Linked DNA regions of Mus musculus: regions 2, 3 and 4 are each linked to region 1. The links are chromatin contacts, called in public Hi-C maps. All regions are on one chromosome and are shown on one strand. The core of a region is the stretch at or near the end of the contact, and the rest is flanking DNA. Distances in the headings are between cores, read along the strand shown. Region 1 overlaps Col15a1 (collagen, type XV, alpha 1). Region 2 holds the start of Anks6 (ankyrin repeat and sterile alpha motif domain containing 6). Region 3 overlaps Tgfbr1 (transforming growth factor, beta receptor I). Region 4 overlaps Tgfbr1 (transforming growth factor, beta receptor I).

Evidence for each region. Hi-C and Micro-C count contacts between places; a contact is called where the count stands out from the background.
Region 2: a contact with region 1 is called in a Hi-C map of cortical neurons, with 2.3 times the contacts expected there. The contact joins the promoter of Anks6 here to the enhancer-like site in region 1. A contact is called at or near these places in 5 of 39 promoter capture datasets (the 3T3-L1 cell line, embryonic stem cells and hippocampal neurons), 8 of 484 Hi-C or Micro-C datasets (cortical neurons, embryonic fibroblasts, embryonic stem cells and 4 more) and 2 of 9 other capture datasets (adipose tissue and embryonic stem cells).
Region 3: a Hi-C map of bone marrow-derived macrophages shows a contact between it and region 1, with 44 read pairs. The contact joins two enhancer-like sites. A contact is called at or near these places in 1 of 15 datasets of contacts at CTCF or cohesin (CD8 T cells), 5 of 484 Hi-C or Micro-C datasets (the MC3T3-E1 cell line, bone marrow-derived macrophages, cochlea and 2 more), 2 of 115 datasets of contacts at active chromatin or transcription factors (the HPC-7 cell line and microglia) and 3 of 9 other capture datasets (adipose tissue, liver and pancreatic islet).
Region 4: a contact with region 1 is called in a Hi-C map of Th2 cells, with 3 times the contacts expected there. The contact joins two enhancer-like sites. A contact is called at or near these places in 1 of 39 promoter capture datasets (the C10 cell line), 1 of 15 datasets of contacts at CTCF or cohesin (pro-B cells), 105 of 484 Hi-C or Micro-C datasets (the 63-12 cell line, the AtT-20 cell line, B cells and 69 more), 8 of 115 datasets of contacts at active chromatin or transcription factors (the HPC-7 cell line, acute myeloid leukemia, bone marrow-derived dendritic cells and 5 more) and 4 of 9 other capture datasets (adipose tissue, bone marrow-derived macrophages, liver and 1 more).

Annotation. Positions count from the first base shown.
Region 1 is chr4:47,233,715-47,236,712 of GRCm38.p6, forward strand. All of the region lies in intron 2 of Col15a1 (collagen, type XV, alpha 1), which reads left to right. The region is part of intron 3 of Gm32317 (a long non-coding RNA gene); the gene reads right to left. Among named protein-coding and RNA genes, the nearest start is that of Gm32317, 10 kb to the right of the region's middle. Within about 2 kb of position 1,332, at least 63 of the 459 cell types and tissues checked have an H3K27ac peak or open chromatin away from gene starts, as enhancers often do. A contact at or near this core is called in Th2 cells, adipose tissue, bone marrow-derived macrophages and 4 more, where this site is marked.
Region 2 is chr4:47,055,876-47,058,829 of GRCm38.p6, forward strand. It overlaps Anks6 (ankyrin repeat and sterile alpha motif domain containing 6), which reads right to left and starts at 1,431. Exons shown (of 16, transcript NM_001356426.1): 1 at 1,074-1,431. The coding sequence starts at 1,405.
Region 3 is chr4:47,377,365-47,380,620 of GRCm38.p6, forward strand. All of the region lies in intron 1 of Tgfbr1 (transforming growth factor, beta receptor I), which reads left to right. It also overlaps a transcript of Gm32435 not described here. Among named protein-coding and RNA genes, the nearest start is that of Gm32435, 4.5 kb to the left of the region's middle. Within about 2 kb of position 1,272, at least 3 of the 459 cell types and tissues checked have an H3K27ac peak or open chromatin away from gene starts, as enhancers often do. A contact at or near this core is called in bone marrow-derived macrophages, where this site is marked.
Region 4 is chr4:47,406,101-47,409,074 of GRCm38.p6, forward strand. It overlaps Tgfbr1 (transforming growth factor, beta receptor I), which reads left to right. Exons shown (of 9, transcript NM_009370.3): 8 at 822-952. Among named protein-coding and RNA genes, the nearest start is that of Gm32435, 33 kb to the left of the region's middle. Within about 2 kb of position 1,326, at least 34 of the 459 cell types and tissues checked have an H3K27ac peak or open chromatin away from gene starts, as enhancers often do. A contact at or near this core is called in Th2 cells and neural progenitor cells, where this site is marked.

The DNA.
Region 1 (2,998 bases), core at 82-2,581:
GGCCAGACTCTAGTTCGCAGATATTGAGCCAGAGACTTGGAAGAAGCAAAGAGACTTCTGAAGCCATGTGTGGAGTTGGTGATTGGAGGCTGTCTTAAAGGCTAGTGCCATTTCTAGTACCCTTGTGACATCTGAGAGACCACCGTATGGAAGTTGACATTTTTGTCTACCCAGGGGCCAGAGCTCTGCCAGCTGGCAGGGTGGGGCAGCCACAGGGAGGATAGGCTTAGCTCAGCCTGAGCAAAACCCTTGAAGACTTATTATTTTCTTAGGGCTGTTGACTAGGAGTGAGCTCTCCAGCAGTGGAGGTGAGCAAGAAGAAAGCAGGTGGCCTTTGATGGGTGTGGACTGGGGGATATTGTCCACAGAAAGAGAGATTTCTTTTTCAGAAGTCTGCAGCTGGTTAAACTCCTCATGCCTTTTCTTTCCAGACAGTGAGAGCCAGAGAAACGACGGGTGTGGGGTGTGCCTTAGTCCTTGGGGCCAGTTTTCTGCATAAATGTTCAAGGAAAAAAAAATCTTAGATGGACCTGTTACCAGAGGCCTGTATGTGGTTTCAGCTATGGGGAGGCTGAGGCCAGCTTGGGCAATTTAGTGAAACCATGTCTTGAGATAAAAAGTAAAAAAGGCTAAGGGTAGGCCCAGCAATGCAGATTTTCCCTAGCATCTGTGAAGAATGGAGAATCAAAATTCAGAACTGACAACAAACTATATTAATAATCCTAAGAAGGATGGGCATTGCTGTTCCCAGTAAGATAACTGGGAAGTGACAAGGGTGATATAGGGGTCCTCCTTCAGCCTTAGAGCGATAGTTGAGGTAAACACAGGGAATTCTGGACTGGAGGAGCCATGATAGGGTTCTAAAGACAGTCACTCCCACCTTACCCTGAACGGCCCCTTGATTGCTTGCTGGCTGTAGCCCAGGCTACAACCACCATGGAGCGTCCTTGACCAGAGGGACTACACACACCATAGATGAAGAGCAGCTAAGTGTTCTGTCAGCTTTCTAGGCATGAATGGGAAGCTCTGCCAAACAGAGAAGAATATCTTTGCCTCCCCAGGCAATCCACGTTGGAAAACAGGATGAGAGCTCTTCCTCTGGGTTCTAGGCTCAGCGTGGTCACAGAGTACTGCATAATGTCATGCCTCTGCTTCCGGGGCCTCTGCTTCCGGGGCCTCTGCTTCCGGGGCCGCTTTCAGATCTCTGTGGTTGGGATCTGGGTTCCTCATGGTTCCTCCAAGCCAAGAGCACTCAGTATTCCTCGGACCCCGGTCTGTAAGTTCTGAGAAGACGCGGGTCCCCGCGTGGCCGCTAGGGGCCGCTGCCGAGCCCAGTGGTGGAGCGTTCCTGGCTGTGCAGCAAGGCTCTTGGGACTTCTCCATATCCCAGCCTTGACCTGGTGCCAGAGGAAAGCAACTAAGTCTCTTGAGGCTTCAAATGCTGACAAGCAAGAGCCCTGGGCTCAGGTCCCAGATGGTCATCTGTGGGATAGAGCTTTGCAAAGCCAGATACGGTTCCCTAGGGACATCAGGCTCCAAAGGCCAGACAGGAGACCCCACAGATGGAAAGGCTGATCCAACCCAGTGCACAGAAAGGGAAACTGAGGCTGGAGTGCAAAAGGAGATATAGGTGTCCAGGGGTCTGTGGCACAGAGGAGGGATCTTGTTTCTTGCCTCCTCCAAATGCTGAACCTACCAGTCCAGTTTGTTTCTTCACTGTTAGGATTCTTTCCTGGTTTCCATGGAAACTGGCATCCGGACCCTTGGGAAGAGAGTGGCACCCTGTGGGGACTGCTCAGATTTTCCTCTGCAGTGTTCTCTAAAGCCTTCTGATGATTTCTCCCTATGCCCTAGGGAGGGGCCACCCTGAAATCACTGAGGATTCTGCACCGAACTTTCCAAGGGCAAGAGGCCCAGGCTGTTTCTGTCTGTCTTCCTTTCCTCAGGCCACGTTGCAGACTACCAGCTCTGCCAAACCCTGTGATTGTACAGGGAGGGATGCCTGTAGGATGAAAGTGGAATTCCTTGTGTTGGGGTACAATTGACCGAGCCTGGAAATACTGGTGAGAAGATGCAAAAGATAGTATTAGGGTTCTGGAGAGATAGATAGCTCTGTGCTTAAGAGCACCCACTCTCTGGCAGAGCACCTGGGCTCACCTCCCTGCAGCCACACAGTGCCTTGTAGCCATTTCTTGTTCCAGTTCCAGGGGATCAGACATTCTCTTCTGACCTCCGCAGAGATTGCATGTTCATGGTGCAGGGACATAAATGCAGGCAAAACACTCATGCATATAAAAAACTTTAAAAAATAATAGTGACTTAGAAAACAGCATGAGAACAGAAGAAAGAAGAGAAGAAGGAGGGAAGGAAAGAGGGGAGGGTAAGAAGATGATAATTTCTGTGTCCCTCACACTCCACTGAAGATAGATCCAGAAACTCATAAATGCTAGGCTCTACCCCTGACCCCAGATGTGCCCAGAATGGAATTTTGACTCTGTGTTGAAGGAACCAGGGAGCTATTGAAAGCGTTGGTTGAAAAGCGTTGGTTGAAAGCGTTGGAGCTCGCAAATAGCATGAACAGATAACCGCTAACCGTTCCTAGATAATGAGCTTCTGGTCTGGGTTCAGCTCCCTCCACATCTTCAGCACTATACGAGGCACAGCATGGGGACAGATTTTATTTGAGCAATGCCCAACCCCCCACATCCCCCATGAAACTCCTATGCATTAAAGAAATAAAGGAGCAAGACTGAAGTTAAAGTCAAGCCCATGAGGTGTTTGAGGGTCAGCAGCTATACACAGACAGCTCATCTTGTTTAATCCGGTGCAAATTGGGGTTCTGAGACAGGGAGGGGTTAGCTCATGAGCAGCACAGCTGAGAACTTGAGTGAACTTGAGCCCCACCTCTTCTGCCTGGGGGTTCACTGCTTGCCCTGAGGCTGTGTGGCTTCTGAAGAGGCTCCCTGGGATGGAAGGAGCTTGCACATCTAGTTGATGG
Region 2 (2,954 bases), core at 181-2,680, 180 kb before region 1:
GCTCTCAAAAAGATGCCAGGTTTGGTTTCTACCATCTGTGTCTGTACCTCCAGTTCCAGGATACCCATCGCCCTCTTCTGGCTTCCCTCAGACACCAGGCACACATGTGGTGCACATATACACAGGCGCTCATACACATAAAATAAAAACAAATCTAAAAACAAAACAAGCATTGTCTCTTTTCTTGTTTTTTTACAGCTCAGTATATTTATACGAGTCAGAAATCTAGAGATGGATTTTGCTGCCTCTCCCAACCCCTTCGCAGGGTCACACAACCACGAGGATCAACTTCAGGTTTATCCAGGCCACTAATTGTCTCTTCCTTGGCTGCTGTCTTCCTAGCCAGCCTTCCTGACTCTGGCCCATCTCTCTGCCTATTCTCACAGGTGCTGAATGTAACTTACCCGAAACAAAAGTCTGTTCCGGTCACAGTGCCCTGTGCCTTCCACACTCCTGATCATCCTTAGATTGTGGGTTTCTGTTCAGCCCCAATCTGGCACCTACTTTCTTCCTCCAATGGTGGGCTTGTCTCCAGCCCCCTCTGGGTCGCAGCATCCTCCCAGTTGTCTGACCACCTTTCATCACTATGTGTCTGCAGTGTGCTTGTTCTCCCTCGCTTCCTCGTTTTCCGGTCCTGGATAACTCTTACAAATCCTCGAGTCTTAACACCTCATTTCCACTAAAAATCGCCTCTATTCCTCCAACTGGGTCAGCTACTACTGTCAGACCTTCCAGATCAAGAATGCTACTTTATTTACCCACCCACCCCACTCATATCCCCAAAATAGGGACTTAATTGGATCCCAGTTATCTATTCGGTCAACCCCCAAAGCCAGGGTGAGTAGACAGATTCTTAGGAGACCCTTGATGCAAAACGGAATGAATGAACGTCTAGAAGATGCACTCCGCAGCCTCCACACTGTTCAGAAGCCAAAGTTTCTAACATCCCTAATCTTGTGTTTCTGAAACCGCCCTTTTATTTCCATCATACAGATGACCAAAAGGCAAAGCTCCAAGTCTGCCATTCGCACTCTCACGAGTCCCGGACTCTCTCCTTCCCGGTCCCCGCTCACCTGGCCGCCTGCATGAGCGCGCTCCAGCCGTAGTGGTTGCGGCTGTTGACCGAGGCTCCGCGGCGCAGCAGGAACCTTACGAGTGGCTCGTGGCCACCGGCCGCCGCCAGCTGCAGCGCCGAGTTGCCCGCCTCATCGGAACAGTCCACCGGCACCGGCGCCCCGGCCTCCGCTGCCCGGACCGCCTCGGGCCCTGCCGGCTCCGCTCCCGCCTCGGGCCCCGCGACCGGGTCCGCGCCTGGCTCCAGCAGGCGCCGCGCCGTGTCGGTGTCACCCTGCTCGCAGGCGCGGAGCAGCAGCTGCAGGCCGGGGGCCAGCGCGCCCTCGCCCATCGCTGACCGCCCGCTCCGCGCCGCCGCCCGCTCCCACCCCGGGGCCGCGCGCGTGCCCGCCGTCCGCAGGCCCGCCCCCTGGGTGCGCGCGCGCCTCCGGGGTCGCGCCTGATGGGTACGCGCGCGCAGGGCCCGCCTCCCGCCTTGGAGGGTGGGCCTGTGACTGTGCGGTCACTCTTCAGTCTTCCTGTTCGTTCCTACTGAATCCGACCTCTGGGCCTAGCTTAGAACTCATCTCGCATCTCTACCGACCCCAGACCGGCCCGCATTTCACTAGCGCTCCCTAAACAGTCGCAGGCTGAATCGGGACGAATGGGTCAGCCCCGTCGTTTGCCGGAGCAGCCCTGCAGTGCTGAGTTCTTCATCTGTGTCAAGCTACCCGCCCATCTATCTCTTGTTTTTGACAGGGGGGGGGGGGGGTCACCACTACCGCAGTAACTTACATGTTACAGATAGAGATTTTTCTAGCCACACCCCAGACCCACTGTCGGAAACTCAGTGTGGGACCAGCAACTGTTCTGGTCCCAAGCCCTCCTGTATATCACACAAACAGTAGGAACCACCGACTGGTCCCCAGGGCAGTCCTTGTAGCCACCCTAGAGTTTCAGATGATTATTCCAATCTACAGTAGACGAGTGACCGGGAAGGTTGTATGTTGCTATAGTCTGCACAGATCTGCAGGCGCTGCTGTGGCTAGGACTCAGGTCTTCTGACATCAAGTTCATCTCTCTTTCCGGACTCAACAAGTATGTATTGGATGCCTGTTAGTGCCAGGCACAGCTCTTCGTGCCGCGAACGTTTGCAAGATAGCATCTCTGCCTTCTAGGATCTGACCCACCCATACAGGCTATAAAGATATGCTGTGGTAATAAACTTGGCTGCTGAATGGTAGTTGAGTGCTGTTGACACAGTAAACGGAACATGAATCCAAGCAAAATCGGGTAGAAGGTGGAGCATTGTTTCATAATTGAGCCAACAAGAGAATTACTGAAAATATAACACTTGCAAAAACCTTAAGGAAGAGAGTAAGCCATGAGGACATTTTGGGGAAAAGAAGCTAATTAAGCAGAAAGCAAGACGCAGTTCACAGCATATGTGTCCTTACAGCATGGACACTTCCATAGGAAGAGACAACTGGTTTCCCTAGATGGTTAGTAGTGCCCGCCCAAACCCAGCAAGAAGCCAGACATACAAGGCAAGGCTGTTACATGTCCCAACAGTGTGTCATGATAACAGCGTAACTGTTAGGTCTGAGGACAGTTATTGAAAGTGTCCCCTGACTTCCACATTTGTTGTATGGCATGCACAGGCACACACACAATAAATAAATATGTCAGCTATGGTGGTGCATGCCTTTAATTACAGCATTGGGAAGCAGAGGCAGACAGGTCTCTATGAATTTGAGGCCAGCGTGGTCTGCATAGTGAGCTCTGGGCCAGCCAAGGCTATATAGTGAGTCCTTTTCTCAAAAACAAAACAGAATAACAACAACAACAATAATAAATATAATTTAAAATAAACAAATAAAGTGGAAAGCTGTGTAGGAAGA
Region 3 (3,256 bases), core at 22-2,521, 140 kb after region 1:
CCATGTATACAGTGGAATTTTGTTCAGCAGTATCAATTTAGGAAAATGGATAGAACTATAAATCATGTTAAATGAAGTAAACCAGACACAGAATGACAGATGCTGTTTTCTCTCATGTGAGACCTGGATTTAACTGTGTGTATGATAGATCTAGAACAGGGACTGTCAGGATGTGAAGGATCTTACTTTAGAATGCACTGGAATACATAAGACATAAAAAGAGACTATTTGTAAAGGGAAAGGTGATGAGGAGAGGACATGGGTGAATTGCAATATATTGTAATGATACATATGTGTAACAATGCAATAATAACATCCATTACTTTGTATACTAGCTTAAAATGTTTAAAAATGGAAACAAGACCTAGTTTAATTAAAGATATTTTAATTACATTTTTATTTGGGATGTAGTACTTATAAGAGAAAATGTACCCCACTGTACATGTATGTCAGTCAGAGGACAACTTAAGAGTCAGTTTCTCCATCTACCATGTGGGTTCTGGTGATCAAACTCAGGTCCCCAGGCTTGGTGGGAAGTGGCAAAGAGCTACTGAGCATTTTGCCAGCCTCACTTTTTTTTTTTTTAAGATTTATTTATTTATTTATTATATGTAAGTACACTGTAGCTGTCCTCAGACACCCCAGAAGAGGGAGTCAGATCTCATTACGGATGGTTGTGAGCCACCATGTGGTTGCTGGGATTTGAACTCCTGACCTTTGGAAGAGCAGTCGGGTGCTCTTACCCACTGAGCCATCTCTCCAGCCCCCAGCCTCACTTTTACTTTAAAAAATTATTTGTGTGTACTGTGTGTGTGTAGAGTTCAAAAGACAATTTTGGGAGTTGCCAGCCCAAAGCCCTATTTTAATAAAAGAGGAGAGAGGGGGAGGCTGGAGAGATGGCTCATTGGTTAAGAACACACAAACACATGCTATTCTGTCAGAGGACTAAGTTCTGTTCCCAGTACCCATATCAGGTGTGCACAACAGCCTATAACCCTCTCGTCTGGCCTCCCCAGGCACCATATGCACATGACATACACACAGAGGCACTGAAACATACACATAAAGGAAAAACATTAAAATTAAAAATAGGAATGAGATAACCCAGATCTATTTAATAATAAAGTCAGTTATAATTTTAGGGGGAGATAAAGTGCTGAGTTTTGAAACCAAGGTCTTGCACATGCCAGGCATTACCACTGACTACGTCCCTAACCCCTGATTTTTTTTTTTTTTAAGAAGCAATCTTACTGTGTATGTAATTCAGGCTATTTTGGAATTTTGGATTCTCTTGCCTCTGCCTTCTAAGCACTAGAATTAAAAGTGTGCACTACACACTTAGCTTACAGACTTCAACTTGTAAGAAATGAGAATTAAGATATATGTTCATGAGAATCTGTTTCTGTTTAATTTACATAAACTATTTTACTATGTCATATGTCTCAGTCAGGGTTTCTATTACTGAGACGAAACACCATGGCCAAAACAGAAGTTTGGCTTACATTTCCAGATCACAATCCATCATTGGAGGAAGTTAGAACAGGAACTCAAGCAGGGCTGGAACCTGGAGGCAGGAGCTGATGCAAGAGCTCTTAGAGGAGTGCTGCTTACTGGCTTGCTTCCCTGGTTTGTTCTTATAGAACTGAGGACCACCAGCTCAGGGATGGTACCACTCAAATGGGCTGGGCCCTCCCCTATTGATCACTAATTGAGAATATGCTGGATCTCATGTAGGCATTTCCTCAACTGAGGCTTCTTTCTCTGTGATGACTCTAGCTTGTGTCAAGTGGACACACAAAACCAGCCTGTACATCATATAATAGCAATCCTATATTCAGTCATCTGATTTAGTTTGGAAAAATGGAATTTTAAAATTCCCTCAAGACATAAACCCTTGCCTGGCTAAGCATTGTGTTATAGGATGTTTATATTGTCTAGTGACCTTTCTTGTTAAAGACTAGTAAGAGAAGCCCTTCAGCATTGGCGTTTTTCAAAATTTCATCATATGTAGACCTCTTTGAAATGAAAAGTGCAAAACAATTTTTCACACTATTCCTTAAATTGTAAACATGAAACTAGAAAATGTAAAACTTAATGTTTTGGGTTTATTTACAAGTATAAATTAAATCTGTAAATTAGAATCAAGGACAATTACAAATAATAGAATGTAAATTAATACAATTATTTGGTGTGACAATTGATGCTTCTGTTTTATTGTAGAAATAAGATGACCTTAGGTCTGATTCTGTTTTTATATCTGTTTCACTGTTATAACTGCAGTGATAATAAATGCTGCAAGTGGCTGCTCTGGTCAGTAATGTTCAAGATAGTATTAATGACCTCAGGGCTTGTTGGGAAGTTTAGGATAATGAGATCTCATACCTAACCAAAGCTAGGAAGCAGTTCTCAAATATCAGTTTGTTTACTGGAAGATGTGGCTCACATTATACTATAATTGAAGTCTTCACTAAATGGTTTTCTAAACCAATTATTGGAAGTTAGAACAAAAAGTGTTGTTGAATATCACAGCCATATATACTGCTAGTGAATGTTTGCCAAATGTCCTACAAAGAAAGGATTTGTGTAAGGCTTGCATGGACTCGGGGCACTGGCTATTTCAACTCTGCCAGGTTTACATTGTGCTGTGTTTTTAAGTGTTACTTAATCCTGTGATTTAAGTGTTACTTGTATGTTTTTATTGTATACATATTGTGAAGCTGTCTGTATGTAAAGTGTGCCACATGGACACTTGACCAGAATGAGCTTTTCACATAACTATAGAAACAGCAGTGAAAGTTTTGTAATGCTTGTGAAGATAGATGGTGGTTACTCAGGATCCAGAATGTTTGTCATTGTAGATAGATTATCTTTGGAATGAAAATGTCTATGTGACTCATAGACTGCATTTCTCTCCTTGATGTTTGTGACCTCTTGTTTGGGCAACTATTTAGCAAATGTATTTTTCTGATACTATGCTATCTAGAGATCCAGAATAAAACAAGATAGCTCAACACAGCCCTTCCTAAAGTAAGGAGAGACACTAACAACAAACTATATAGACAGATTTGCATGCACCTTCAAGGTATGCAGAAGTATGTGGGGGCAAATGAAACAAACCCCAGTATTTGAAGGGGAGAAGTAAGATCACTTGTGGAAAGGATCTTTGAATAGAATCCTTTGAAGGATAATCTTGAAGGAGGAAGAGACAGAGAAGTGGAATTTGACTAGGCAGAGAGAACTACTAAATCTCTTTGCC
Region 4 (2,974 bases), core at 76-2,575, 170 kb after region 1:
AAAACACTGCCTCTTAGGCTTAGGTATCCTGGCTAGGACTTAGGACTTCAAGATTTTTAGACAGTGAGAGATAAGAGTATATTTGGTATTATAGCAAATAGGACATGTTATTTACAGACACAGGCAGAAGGAAGAGATTTGTATCTTAAGCTAGCCTTGTGGGATTCACATTTTCTTACAAGAATATATCCATGCATCCAGTGAGAAACTGCAATCACAATGAGATCTCATCTTCTGACTAATCGACTTATAGTCAAAATCTCAACCTGGTCATCATAGCACACAAGGCTCAAAGTTGTCCTGGTTTCTTTTTCTGTTGCTGTGATACATACTCAGTCAAAAGTAGTATCAGGGAGAAAGGGTTTATTGTGACTTACAGTTCCAGGTTACAGTCTATCATTCAGGGATGTCACAGTGGCAGGAGCCTGAGGGAGCTGGTCATATCACATCTACTGCCAAGAGCAGAGACCAGTGAGTTCGTGCTTTCTCTATTTTATACACCCCAGCATCCCTTGCCCAAGGTAAAATGAGTCCTCCTGTGTCAATTCTGTTAATCAAAAATAATCCTCATAGGTATGCCCAGAGGCCTGTTTCTCAGGTGATTCTAGATTTTGTCAAGTTGACAGCACTATCCTTCACAAAAGTGCAGGCATGGTGATGACTCAAGTAGGTGGGTTATTGCTGCAGATGTGAGTTAGATACGGAAAGCTGTGAGCCTTACTTCCCTACCTGAGGAATTATGAACCACTGTAATGAGCCTCACAAGTAATCCTTCCAGTGACAGGGCAGTGGATTAAATTGGACTTTTTAAACCAATACAGGAATCCATGAAGACTATCAGTTGCCTTATTATGATCTTGTACCTTCTGATCCATCGGTTGAAGAAATGAGAAAAGTAGTTTGCGAACAGAAGTTAAGGCCAAATATTCCAAACAGATGGCAGAGCTGTGAGGTAAGTGTTTCCTTTTGATACAAGGCTCTTTGCTAAACTGTTTCTACTTAGTAGGCAGATATTTGTTACTTTTCTGTAAGGAAAAATGCAAAGGTTCTTTTTCTTTTTCATAAACTAATAAGATTTAGTAAAAGTATTAAAAAGACCATGAAACATTTGCAGTGGTCACTGGCATGTCTGATCATCCTTAGATATGCCAAATGAAGTAAAATGCCTGCTGATGGAAGGAATGCCTCCCTCCAGCCAGTGCAGCCCAGAGTCATATGACAGACACTGGGCAGGAATAAGGAGGCCTGCCAGTACTAGCTTGACTCAGACATGAACAGGTTGCATCAGTTCTCTGGAACTTAGCACCCTTTGTAAGATGAGGCGCTTGGGTGTGATCACTGCAGGGAACTTCAGAGGTATGACCTGTATTCCTAGGCTATGCAGGGCTGCTCCTCCGAGGGAGGGGGTGCTTTCCAACAGAGTCCAACAGAGTCATCCCCAGCTTTTATAGAATGTTGTAGGAATTCATTCTTAACTGTAAATTCAAAGAAGTCATAAAACAAATTTTATTAACAGCTGTTACTGTTAGATGTTAATGTACCAAAGTGTGCCTTCCAGATTGGAAGTTTAATAGTTTAAGTGGACTTTCAAAAAAAGAAAGAGTGTCACCTCAGTGTCACTTCTGACATCATTGTGCTCTCTCTAGCTGGCATGAGGCTGAGATTGTAAAGTGCATGCTTAGTATACTGGAGGCTAGGGATTGCTCCTCGACACCACTTTGCGCTAGGGTGTTGCTACACACGCTTGTCCTACCAGTATCCCAAGGTGAAAGCAGGATAGCCGGGAATTTAAGCTCAACGTCAGCCAGTTCCTGGCCAACCTGGGCTACAAAGACTCTATCTCAAAATCACAACAAAGTTAGACCTCTTAATGAGGCCCCAAGGAGTTGTACTAAGGTAGTATTTTGTGATTTTAAGAAAGTTCTTATAGTTGGTAATTTCTACAAAGTTCTACTCTGCTTTGTTGGAAAAGTGCCAAATATATGCATCCTAGAAAAAAAGTCCAGTGGAACACATACCCAGATGTTAACAGCAGACTATGAGAGAAGTGAACTTAGAGAAAGGATGTCTTCTTTTTCCTTAAGAAATGTTTTAAAGTGTTTCAAAAAATTGTAAGACACCTTAAGCAAAATACAATGTGCAGACCCAGAGAAGACAACTGAGTATGCCCAGAGTTCATGTGATAGACCTCAGCACACAAAAGTGTGCTTTAAAATTGTCTCTGGGTACTTGATAGCACAGACATGAAGTATTCACACTCATTTATTAACTGAAGCAGTTTAGAGACAGATGTCTTTTAAGCAGGAAGAAGTTGGATACTATTAAGGACATGTGCGGTTCATAGTTACTGTTATAGAATGCTGATTAATGCCATTGCTGCTGCGTTATTTTCTCAATTTGATAAGATTAGTTTTCTGTGTACTTTCTGCTATTTCAAGTTTCTACTTTTCTAGGGTTTTAAAGTCTCTCAGTTGAAACACATAAGTGTATGGAACTGGCTAAGCTTGCTGGCACAGGCCTATAATCCCAGCTGCTCAGGGGGCTAAGGCAAAAATATCATAAGCTCAAGCCTGCCTGTGCTATAGAGCTCTAATATAAGCAGCCTTGGTAAGGAACGTAGGGAGACCTAAGAGTAAAACTAAAAAATAATCTAAATGGTTCAACATATAGCTTAGTGCTAGCGTGCCTGCCAAGTGTGTATGAGGCCCTAGGTTCAGTCTGCAATAACACATGCATAAATGCACACACAAACCTCAAAATGATCCGTACATAAATGTGTCTTCCGGGCCATCTGCTGTTTCCAGTCTGGACTGGTTGCTTTTGAGAGCCACTGTGTGGCTTCTGTCCTGGAATTTCTTTTGCCTTTGTGTCCTTCCTGGGCCTTCACCTCCCTCTTTGTTTACTGTTCTTCCTGTTTGTATGCTCCTCTCTGTTAGAACTATTCTCATTAGCCATTTCCCTTCCCTCTGAGAAT